2 separate regions of the Mus musculus genome follow, and region 1 is linked to region 2. A link is a contact called in public Hi-C data. All regions are on one chromosome and are shown on one strand. The core of a region is the stretch at or near the end of the contact, and the rest is flanking DNA. Distances in the headings are between cores, read along the strand shown. Region 1 overlaps Gm31386 (a long non-coding RNA gene). Region 2 overlaps Papln (papilin, proteoglycan-like sulfated glycoprotein).

Region 1 (5,160 bases), core at 1,871-4,370, 130 kb after region 2:
AGCAAAGACGGGGCAGACGCTCACGTCCGAGGTTACCGGGAAGGGTTAACTCTTTGTTGTGGGGTTGGCGCAATCTACTCTTCCTTTTCTAGTTCTCTTCCAACAAGGGGAAAAATCTCTGCCAGCTTAAGGAGGGAGCGCTTGGAAAACATCGACTTCAGGGGTTGTGTTTAAGAACAGTCCAATTCCTCAGCCGAAAGGTATCTCATAGATCAAAATTTCCCTCGTGTTTTCTTCAAGTTTCCTTGAAGTTCTTTCCGGTAGTTTTCCATGCTTTAGGTTCGGGCAGAGCGCGGCTGTTTATTAAGCAGCAGTCGGGCTCCCATTGCATTTATAAATATCGCCAAGAAATTATATTTATAATTGTACCTGTCGTATTCTAGAGTTTTCCAGCTTCCAGACCCACTTTCCAGGGTCTGCCAAGTAACCAAACAACCATCATCAAGTTTTAAAAACACGGGCAGCAATTTATCCTTATAGTGATTTGGAAATAAGAATTTCACCGTGCCCCCACCACTACCACTTCCAAGCACAACTTGGCTTTTAAGTTTTGGAGCTCTTAAATAGTATTACTAGCTATCTGGCAGATACCAATTAGTCTCAGTCTCTCTTCTCTTCTCTTCTCTTCTCTTCTCTTCTCTTTCTCTCTCTCTCCATCCCTCTTCCCTCCTCCTTCTGCCCCCCCCCCCACGTTTGCTCTTTTTCTACCTCTCCTATCCTAAGCAGCCTAAAATAGAACCATTGAATGAATCGCAGGGTTTTTCCCCCATCACTTGGTACAATACACAAGAATAAATGATCGCATTTCTCGTTCATTTGGGTACAAGTCCCAGTAGGCATTTTTGAGAGATCTGGTGTTGCTATAAAAACTCTCTGCTCCTAGAAATGCATTCATCATTAGCTTTCTCTGCTTTTTCATCCCCAGCGCTTTTCCTGCTCCTAAATAAGAAAATGTGGCCTGATTACTCTTGCAGTTTCTAAGTCAAATTTAAATATACCTTCTCCACAACCCCACGGGGAATAGGCAAAGCTGTGGTAATAGATTTTTAAGGAGGTCTATGCTCTCAAACACAAGGTCTTGGAATAAAGGCCTTCCGGTGGATCCCGGAGTGGACTTTGGAAATTTTGTACTTTGCCTTTTTGCTGTAACTCCTGCCATATCTCTTCTGTTTATTAACCTTCTGCCCTTTACAGAGCAAGCTCCAGAATCTAAAACTATGTAGCTTATTATTATGAGGTAGGGGTTGTGGGGAGGGAGAGCTGTCTATATTTTTAGTTGAGCTGAAATAAACTGCATATTTCTATCATCAAACTAAGTGGAAATTATTCCTCCAGTAACTATACATAACAATGAAGTGGGGTGGTTTTTTTCCCCCTAGTTATCTTCTGGAACCTTCTTCCCTTTTCTCTCATCCTCACCTTCCAATTTAGAAATACCCTCCCATTCAATTCAGTGACTCACAGAAAATCCATAAAAGGAAAGTGTGAAAGCCAAAATAACTCCAGAGATGGCTGAATCATTTCACTGAAGGAAAAGATCACGCACTGACCAAGATAAGATGGAAGTCAGGACAGAAGACCTGAGCTAGCATCTTATAACATGGGAAGTAAATAAGCAAATAGGAAGGGGCCTGGAGAGGCTGCAACATCCCAGCATCCTTTTACACAGCCTTTCAATGCCTCGCCAGCAGCCTCCTTCCCTAGCCTTGATGCTGTGCTGTAGTACCAATTTTAGAGCAAGTCAGAAGGCAATTAATGTCCTAGCAGATCGGAAACAATAGCGTCATAGGAGGGCATGGCCATTATTATGGTGCTCTGGATAATAATGGCCCTTGCACAGCCACAGTGATGAGGTGCCATACAGAACATAGAATTAGGGCAGTCTCGAGAAGGGGACTCGACCACTAAGTTTAGGAACTCAGACTGCTATCACAAAAGTTGGTGAATAATTGCCACAAAGGTCAGCCACTCATTATCTCAACCACTAAAAACAAGCTTTTGTCCTGGGTCGCTCCTACCCATCTACTTCCCAAGGTTCCCCTTTGTAAAATAAGAGGAAAATTAAAATAAATGTGTACAACCAGCAGGAAGAAGAAAAGTTGAAAGAAGGAAGGCTTTAAGATGCACACTTAGAACTAACCAAGGGTGTTGGGTTAACAAAACTGCTCGAAGTCTTTGGTTTTATCCACATGGGGTTAGCCTGCTACCATTGCCCCTTGCTTCGCCTCCCTGCTCTGTGTACTTCTCCAGCACTCCCAGCCCCCCACAGGGCCTCTTAGAAATCAAGAGCCCTGGAGCCTGCTTGTCTGCAGCTCTGTGTTTGGTATGGCTGCCTGTGGAGGTTGCTGTAGATGCTATCTGTTCAGAACCTCTTGATTCAGACCATGATGGCAGGTATGCTAGCGGCAAATGTGACTCTAATGTGACTCAAATGTGACTCTACCAACTGAGTGCAAAATGGGGGACTCACTGTGGTACCCTGATATCTGAGGGGTACAGTAGAAGCCCAGGCCTTCATGGGCTCTAAGGCATTTCCTCTCTACCTTCTTCTTACAGAGCAACATTCAACACTCAAGTCTCCGTTCATTTCTTTTTCTTTTTCTTTTGTTTAGTTTTGGGTTTTGTTTTGTTGTTGTTGTTTTTGATTGTTTGTTTGGTTGGGTTTTTTTTTTGTTGTTGTTTTGGGCATTTTTTTTTTTTTTTTTTTGCTTTTGGTTTTTATTTTATTTATTTGCTTGTTTGTTTGCTTGCTTTTTGGTCTAAAGAGCCAAATCCCACCTTCGATAAGCTCTATGTCTTGCCTGTGGAAGTCTTCAATCCTCCGATCCCCCTTTTCTAGACACAATTCCAGTTCCAGATGGGCTAGAGAAGTAAGTTGCGGTGGGAGCAGACCAGGGCCAGAGTTACCTGCCGCCCCGCCAGCCACTGGAGGCAAGATTACTGATAAGAAGTAGTTAACAAGGTGGAAAGAGTTAGGAAGAAAAGAGGGGCTTGGGGAGGAGAAAGACCTGAGGAAAGAAGAAGAGAAAGCAAGAGAGAAGCCGCCATGAGAGACAGAAAACTGGTCTGGGAGCCCAGGAGAGCGCTGAGCCAGCCCTCCCCTCCGGAGGCTGCCCCCTCCCAGTGCTGCCTGTGGACTTTACACTGGCTTGCTTAAGTGCACTGATAGGTAAAGTGCAGTGTCTGCCACTCACTCGTTAAAGGAAAAAAGTGCCTGGGATGCATTCTATAAGGCTCTTGTTCCGTATCTTCTTGGGAAGCCTCCCCAAGTTCAAAGACTGCTGCTCTGGCAGCTGGTCAGAGCTGACAAAGGAAGGACAGATTTATGTAGCCAAGCCAAGGACATGTCTTCATAAAGGTGACCTCTGGCTGAACACAAGGCAAAAGATGATTTTACCATCCCAAGCAGAAGAACTTCTAATAGATGGAAGTGCCAAGCCGTTTTTCCCGTGCTGGAACTGAGCACTGTGGCTTCAAAGTTCAAGACTGGTTTGTGGATGAGAAGGCAAAGTGGGGGAGAGTGTGGAAGGGGCCGTTCTCATGGGCAGAGCTGTTTGCTTTTCTGTTCCAGATGCCTGGGATTTTTTTTTAAAGATGTATTTATTTTATGTATATGAGTACACTGTCACTCTCTTCAGACACACACCAGAAGAGGGCATCCGATCCCATTACAGATGGTTGTGAGCCACCATGAGGTTGCTGGGAATTGAACTCAGGACCTCTGGGAGAGCAGTCAGTGCTCTTAACCACTGAGCCATCTCTCCAGCCCCTGTGATTTTTTTTTTAATGCCATACCATGCCTTACTAGTAAATACTCATTTTCATCCTCAAGAAAAATGATGTGCTTATAGTGTGCTTATTTATAAAATGGGTAAGGTGTCAGCTCATAATGCTGCCATTGTGCTATTGAAAGGGGGCCCTAGTTACTATCACCAAATCTCTGGGCGGACCAGCTATTCTTCTACAGCAGGGAGTGGGCCAAGCAAAGTACTTAGCACCATTTAAAGGTTTGTCCATCCCTGTTTTACATGCGTGCAGAGAGTTTCCTGGAAACATGGCTATTTTCCAAAGATTGCTCAAGCAGAATGCCTTTGAGAACTCTCAAACCCCAGCCACATGGAGCCTTACAAGAGAGTAAATTTAAACTTGGACCCTTCTTGCTTTGTTTTGAGACCTGTTCTCACTATGTAGGCCAGACTGTCATAGTTTAATGGCAGTTTAATGACACTTCTCCCTTAGCTGCTTAAGTATTGGGACTGCAAGGTATGTACCACTTGAACTTATGCCCTCTTGAGCCTAACACTCACCCACACCATAGTCATTAATAATTTTGGTTCTGCCATTTACAAACTAACTGTACCTGTAGGAAAGTTCCAGTTGATTAATTAGGAAAGTTGCTAAATCTCCCTAAGCTTCAGTTTCTTGTTTACAAAATGAAATGTGTGTCTGGTATCTTTAGCTGTCTAACAAATCACCCTACAACTTACTAGCTTAAAACATTTATTACGTTTATTATTTTATAGTATCTCTGAGTTTGAAATCCTGGTGCAGCTTTGCTGTGTCCTCTGGCTCTGGCTCTGGGTCTCTCCTAAAGTGTAGTCATCTACCTCGTGGCTCTCTTATGTGGTCTTTGGCAGGATTAAGTTTCTTACAGAATTTACCTTAAAGCCTTAGTTCTTAAGGAGCAGCAGACAGCAGGCCTTCATCAGTGCCTGGCCTTGGAGACATAACAGGGCAGCTTACTTCATCAGAGATAGCAAGAAGCAAAGAGAGAAGGCCAGACAAAGAATGCCAGCCCTTTGTACTCTGATCAAAGAAGTGATGTCACATCACCTCTGCCACATTCCTTTAGTTAGCAATATGCTATTAGGCTCTGCCTACATTTCAGGAGAGAAGCTTACACGGTATATAAACACTAACAGGAGGCTCATTATCAGTAAACATTTTAGAACTATCCTACCTATAGGGCTCATTTAAAAATGAAACAAAATCAGAGAACGTATGCAATTTAGGGCCAGCATATATAATGTAATGTATAATATAACAAATATATAACTATTATTACTATTAATCTTATTACTGAGTGTATATAATGATTGGTTTTCTCTCCTGGCTACTAGAAGGAAACCTTTTATGAGAATAAATAAGATATATCATCTA
Region 2 (5,111 bases), core at 208-2,707:
CACTCAGGTTTCCCTCTGTGAGCTCCCTGGGACCCTAGGGCCCAGACAAGTGCTCTGCAATATGGAGACTCACACGGCTGTGACTGTGTGTGCCTGTGTGACCACACTCTGGTCAAAGTCCCATATGGCAGGACTTCTACCTTTGATGTTTCTAGAAAATCCTACTCATCTATACACTGATCAAACTAATAAGACCAGGAAAACCCAGAATGCAGATTTACTGTGGTGAAGAGAAGAGACCTTAGGAGACTGAGGATCTGAGCATGGTGATACATGGTGACACATGCCTATGAATTCTAGAACATTATCCTGACTTAAGACAAAACCTACCACACTACCAAACTCCTCAAGGGGACCTGGATGTTTACATTTGTGATCAGCCGTAGATGTGTCTACAGTGAGGGAAGCTTGTTTGACAATGGTGGCTAGTAGGCTTTTAGGCTTTTGGTGATGTGTGGCTGCCAAGCTGATCTCCCAGACACCACCCACGGCCACAGGCCTCTTTTGCTCTCTGCTGCATGTGGCTAAGAATATGTTCCATATTCTGGAGGCATCTCTCCAGAAGCCCGGCTGTCCCCCCCCAGCCTGTCTGTATTCCTTTCACTGACCAGGCTGCAGATCTGTTCTAACTCGTTGGTTTGGAGTCACATAGTGAGTGTCTCATGACTGGGAGCACTGGAGTTAGTTGGCTTAGGCTTTTCTCACCCTGGCTTGTTCTGCCCAAGGGTTAAGTGAATAGGATATATTGTGGGGACAAAGGCTGTCTGCTAACCATTCTGTCTGCCTCATTTTCTGAGGGGAGGACACGGCTGTGGGGCCAGGGCAGCAGACAGCACTCAGGTTTTTGCTGTGTGCCTGGTGGTAGGGACAGTGCTGCAAGAGCCTGCAGAGAGAAGGGGGGTAATTGTAGGATGAGAGAGTGGAATCAAATTCTTAACAATCACCAGACACTCGTAGGATATTGAGGGTGGCACGCGGGCTTGGGCCTCCGTGTAGTCTTAGAACTTTGAAGATTCATCACGTTCTCGGGTGGAAACCAGGAAAGATGGGGATATAGGAGACAGATGCAAGCTGGGAGGTTGGTGGAACCCAGTAGCAATAGGAAGATGGCAATGGCTTACTGACTTCCGGTTTCCCTAGGACTGACCCTACTGATCTTTCCTGCCAATCTGGGCCCATATAGCTGTCATTGGCTTTGCAGTTCCAGACAGTAGGGCAGGAAGTTAAATGTGGAGCCGTCGATGGTCTAGCCAGAAATAGGAAAGCCTGGAAAAGGCTGTGCACTGGGCATAGGCCGCAGATAAGGGTCACAGGAGGGCCTGTGAGAGGCTGCAGCGAGAGCTGCCTCAGCCCTTTCTCTCCTTGTCCTGCAGCGCCAGCCGCACAGTCCAGGGACCTAGGCAAGGACTGCATCGACCAGCCGGAGCTGGCCAACTGTGCGTTGATCCTGCAGGCCCAGCTCTGTGGCAATGAATATTACTCCAGCTTCTGCTGTGCCAGCTGCTCCCGCTTCCAGCCAAATGCCCAGCCTGTGTGGCAGCAGGGATGAAGGCTGGCTGTGGCGCCAGGTCTGGATAGTTTGCTGGGGAGAAGGGATGGTAAGACATGGCTTGCAGAGGGAGTCGTCTTTCAGATCCTGCCCCTCTCAGAAATCCAGGGTTGAGCCCCAGCAGCTGCCAGTGCCGGCTTCCCTTGTAGTGCTCAGCAGGGTCTGTCTGATATGACCACAGGCTGCTGTGAAGAAGAGGAACCCTTTACACCTCCCCTCTATAGTATCTACTGCACCGAGGACCTTTTATCTGAAATGCTTTGGACCAAAGTGTTTTAAGCTATTAAGTATTTGTAGACTTTACTAATTGAACGTCCCTAACCTAAAGTTCTGAAATGCTCCGAAGCTTCAAAGACCCAATCGCCATGTCAGCTTTCAAAACTGTCCGGGTTTCGAAGCACGTTTGATTTTGGGTGAGAGGTGCTCAATTTGTACAGAGAATCCACTTAGCGCACTGCAGAGCCAGCTGGGTGGGGTGTCTGTGATGGCAGGGGGACGGTAACTGCTCAGTCAGACAAGGATTCCTGCTAGAATCCAGGTCTGTGTGTGGGGAGAGGTGAGCAGTCATTCAGGCTGTCCATCTTCCTGGGCAGTGGCAGTGGCACAGCTGCCTTCACCACCATCAGTGTGTGAAGCTCACAGTGTAATGCCAGGGAAAAGCACTCAGCAAGGTGGAGGCCATAGGCTGCGATGCAGGGGTGTGGGATGGAAAAGCCAGACAGCCTGAAAAGGTCCACTCCTTACACAGCTCACTGGCCTGCTCTGAGTAGTGAAGAGTCATGCTTCCTTAAGTAGGAATCTGTGGAGCTTATCTGTTGCTAGAGAAACTCAGACTATGCTGCAAACAGTGGCTGGGAGCTGGTGAGATGGCTCAGTGGTTAAGGCACTCACTGGCAAGCCTGATGGCTGGAATGTGCTCTCTGGAACCTCCCTGGTGGGTGGCAGAACTGACTCAGGCCAGCCGCCCTGACTGCACGCACGGAAGCACAGCTGTAAAGTCCGTAGAACAGCAGCTGCGAATGGTGCTGCAATGGTGCTGCAAGCCTACAATCCCAGGGCTCGAGAGGCTGAAGCAGGAGAGCTACAGTGTGAGGCAGTCTGGGCCACAGTGAGATCCTGCCTCAGAGTAAACAACCCATAGAACCCAGCATCAGCGGATGTGACGTGACACCCAGGGCAGTGATTTTAGTAGTCTGAGCTGCAGGAAGGCATTCATCTTTTACAATCTCCGATTTCTTAATGCTCTAGGAAGAGGCCTGGATTTAATGAGCTTCCAGGGCTCGTCCCACTTTTTCTCTGACTCCTCTGGAAGACTGTCTAGTAACACAGGTTACTATGGGAGCAAAGTTCTGACACTTGCTGGAACACAAAGCTCCCTGTGTGAGTGGTGTCTCAGGAATATCTAGGTTCCAGGCATTTTTGTTGCAGGTGGGAGTAGGGGCTGAATGGGGGGGGGGGTGAGGGATGAAATGCTCCAGGTCAGGGTGCTGAACCTCATGCTACACAGAGCACACAAGTAACTCCCCAGCCTAAAGCACAGCTTGGGAACCTCCCTTCTTCTACTGATAGTCTGACTTAATTGGCCGTGTGAGTAGACTGGGTATTATAGGTGATGTGTGAACATGCCTGTGTGTGCACTGGGGGATCGCATGCATGCTTAGAACATGTTCCACTGAGCTACACCTTGGGTAATTCCAATCTATAGCTAAGACTGAGAAGCAGTGCTGTCAGGCATGGTGGGACACACACACCTTAAAGCCCAGCATTTGAGAGATAGAGGTAGGTGGATCTCTGAGCTCAAGACCAGCCAGGGCTACATAGTGAGACCCTGTCTCTACTCCCACAGCTCCACTCTACCCCTGGGCTGGGGCTAACAGTCTCTGGCTTCTTGGTGTAGACCATACTATTGCTGCAGATCCCAGTCATACCCTGAAATTTAAGGATATACTAATCCCCCCAAAAGATTTTATAGTTACAAGTTAGAAATGAGCTGTAAAAAGAGAGATTAAAAACAGAACTATAAACCCATTTGCAAATAAGAACAGCCCTTCATGGGCAAAAGCTCTACCACGAACATTTATTTTTGTTAAAGCAGATTATAAATTCTCATCAGTACAAATATATATATATGTGTATATATATATGTATATATAACTTACATTTGATTGTAAGGCCAACGTTCAAAAGTAAAAATGAGATGGGGTCTCATGTTGTTACCCATGGTCAAGTAGCTGCAACTGGCATGGGATGCTCTGTTCATGGTTGGGGCAGAAGGGGACACAGACACACACAGCACAGAAGCCAGAATCTCATCCCTGTAAAACTTATGGGAACAAAACTTCAAGGACAGAGCCCATTAAGACCCACATTACAAACCGACACAATAGCCTGCGTTCCCTTTTCTGGATATGATTATGTCATTGTCACCGTAATGCTAAAGGATTAACATAAGGAAATTGCAATGATATGTAAAAGATTCAACATACATTCTCTAGAGCATAGATTTGATTCCATTCAAATGATGACATTAGAATTTCACCATAGGTTTAAAACCAGGACAACACTGCTTGCTCATCTTATTAAAACTACTACCTAGTGACTGCACGGGTCATCGGTATGACCATTTCGCAGTGTGCTAGTTAACATGAATGGTCACAAACAAGCCAGGGCTCCTGCCTACAACTTCCAACCCTTCCTCTTTTTTACTTCAATAGGCATCAATGATAAATCAATCTTATGTACAATTTCTTACATCTAACCCGCTCACTTTTGGCAAGATTACTTACAACTCATACTTTTTAATATTGAGAACTATTTAAAATATTCTAGGTGCATAAAAATAAAGATTTTGGCTTTTTGATATATATATATATATTTATAATATTTATTCTGTAACTCAAAATGGAAGCTCAGCTTTATCCCCAGACTACAGCTCTACTGGGCAGCTGCTGCTGTGCCCTCCCGTGAACCCAGCAGCATAGCCTGCCTGGCTTCACCCAGCCACACTGTCCCCATCGAGCGATTGCTAAGACAGCCCAGGACTGGGAGGAACGGGTGACTGGCCTGAAAAATAAAGGGAGATTGTTTTGCTTCCTGTTATGTTTTATATTCCAGTAAATGTGCTTTGAATACAGATTCCTCTTCAGATCTTCTGCCTCTCTGCTGCCAGAGATTTGTTAGGGTCAGAGGGGCCAGAAGGCCAGGTTTCCTTGGCTTCTCTAGCCTAGCTGCAGGGCAGTCCTCCCCAGGGAGGCTTGCCTCACTTCTGTGGACGTCACCCCTTGCTGGACTGTGCTTGGACTTGCTCCTTGGGACCTCTGGGATTAGTGAAAAGTGTGCTGATCTGGAAAGCAAACAAAGTCCCCTTTGCTCCTTTGCCCTCCACCCCCTGCTCTTGCCTAAGTACAGAAAACACCTGTCACAGAGACTGCCTAAAGTTCTATTTCAAATGTTTTCTGTAAGTCACTGGAGAAAGGGTTGGTAGGAGAAGGATTTGTACGCTGCTTGGACTTGCTTTCTAGTGCGGCCCACTGAGCTTCGAAAGGATCCACTGGGCAGGTGC

The links. Hi-C and Micro-C count contacts between places; a contact is called where the count stands out from the background.
Region 1: a contact with region 2 is called in a Hi-C map of liver, with 7 times the contacts expected there. The contact joins two enhancer-like sites. A contact is called at or near these places in 10 of 39 promoter capture datasets (the 3T3-L1 cell line, the C10 cell line, HPC-7-derived erythroid cells and 4 more), 1 of 15 datasets of contacts at CTCF or cohesin (large pre-B cells), 19 of 484 Hi-C or Micro-C datasets (the C2C12 cell line, the G1E-ER4 cell line, the HL-1 cell line and 10 more), 17 of 115 datasets of contacts at active chromatin or transcription factors (the 230-238 cell line, the NIH/3T3 cell line, the SCID.adh cell line and 8 more) and 3 of 9 other capture datasets (adipose tissue, embryonic stem cells and liver).

What each region holds. Positions count from the first base shown.
Region 1 is chr12:83,922,206-83,927,365 of GRCm38.p6, forward strand. Gm31386 (a long non-coding RNA gene) reads left to right here. Exons shown (of 3, transcript XR_381772.3): 1 at 1-200. Among named protein-coding and RNA genes, the nearest start is that of Gm31386, 2.9 kb to the left of the region's middle. Within about 2 kb of position 3,121, at least 16 of the 459 cell types and tissues checked have an H3K27ac peak or open chromatin away from gene starts, as enhancers often do. A contact at or near this core is called in hepatocytes and liver, where this site is marked.
Region 2 is chr12:83,790,459-83,795,569 of GRCm38.p6, forward strand. It overlaps Papln (papilin, proteoglycan-like sulfated glycoprotein), which reads left to right. Exons shown (of 27, transcript NM_130887.3): 27 at 1,374-1,926. The coding sequence ends at 1,549. Numb (NUMB endocytic adaptor protein) reads right to left here. Exons shown (of 10, transcript NM_001136075.2): 10 at 3,576-5,111. The coding sequence ends at 4,981. Among named protein-coding and RNA genes, the nearest start is that of Gm46367, 29 kb to the right of the region's middle. Within about 2 kb of position 1,458, at least 31 of the 459 cell types and tissues checked have an H3K27ac peak or open chromatin away from gene starts, as enhancers often do. A contact at or near this core is called in hepatocytes and liver, where this site is marked.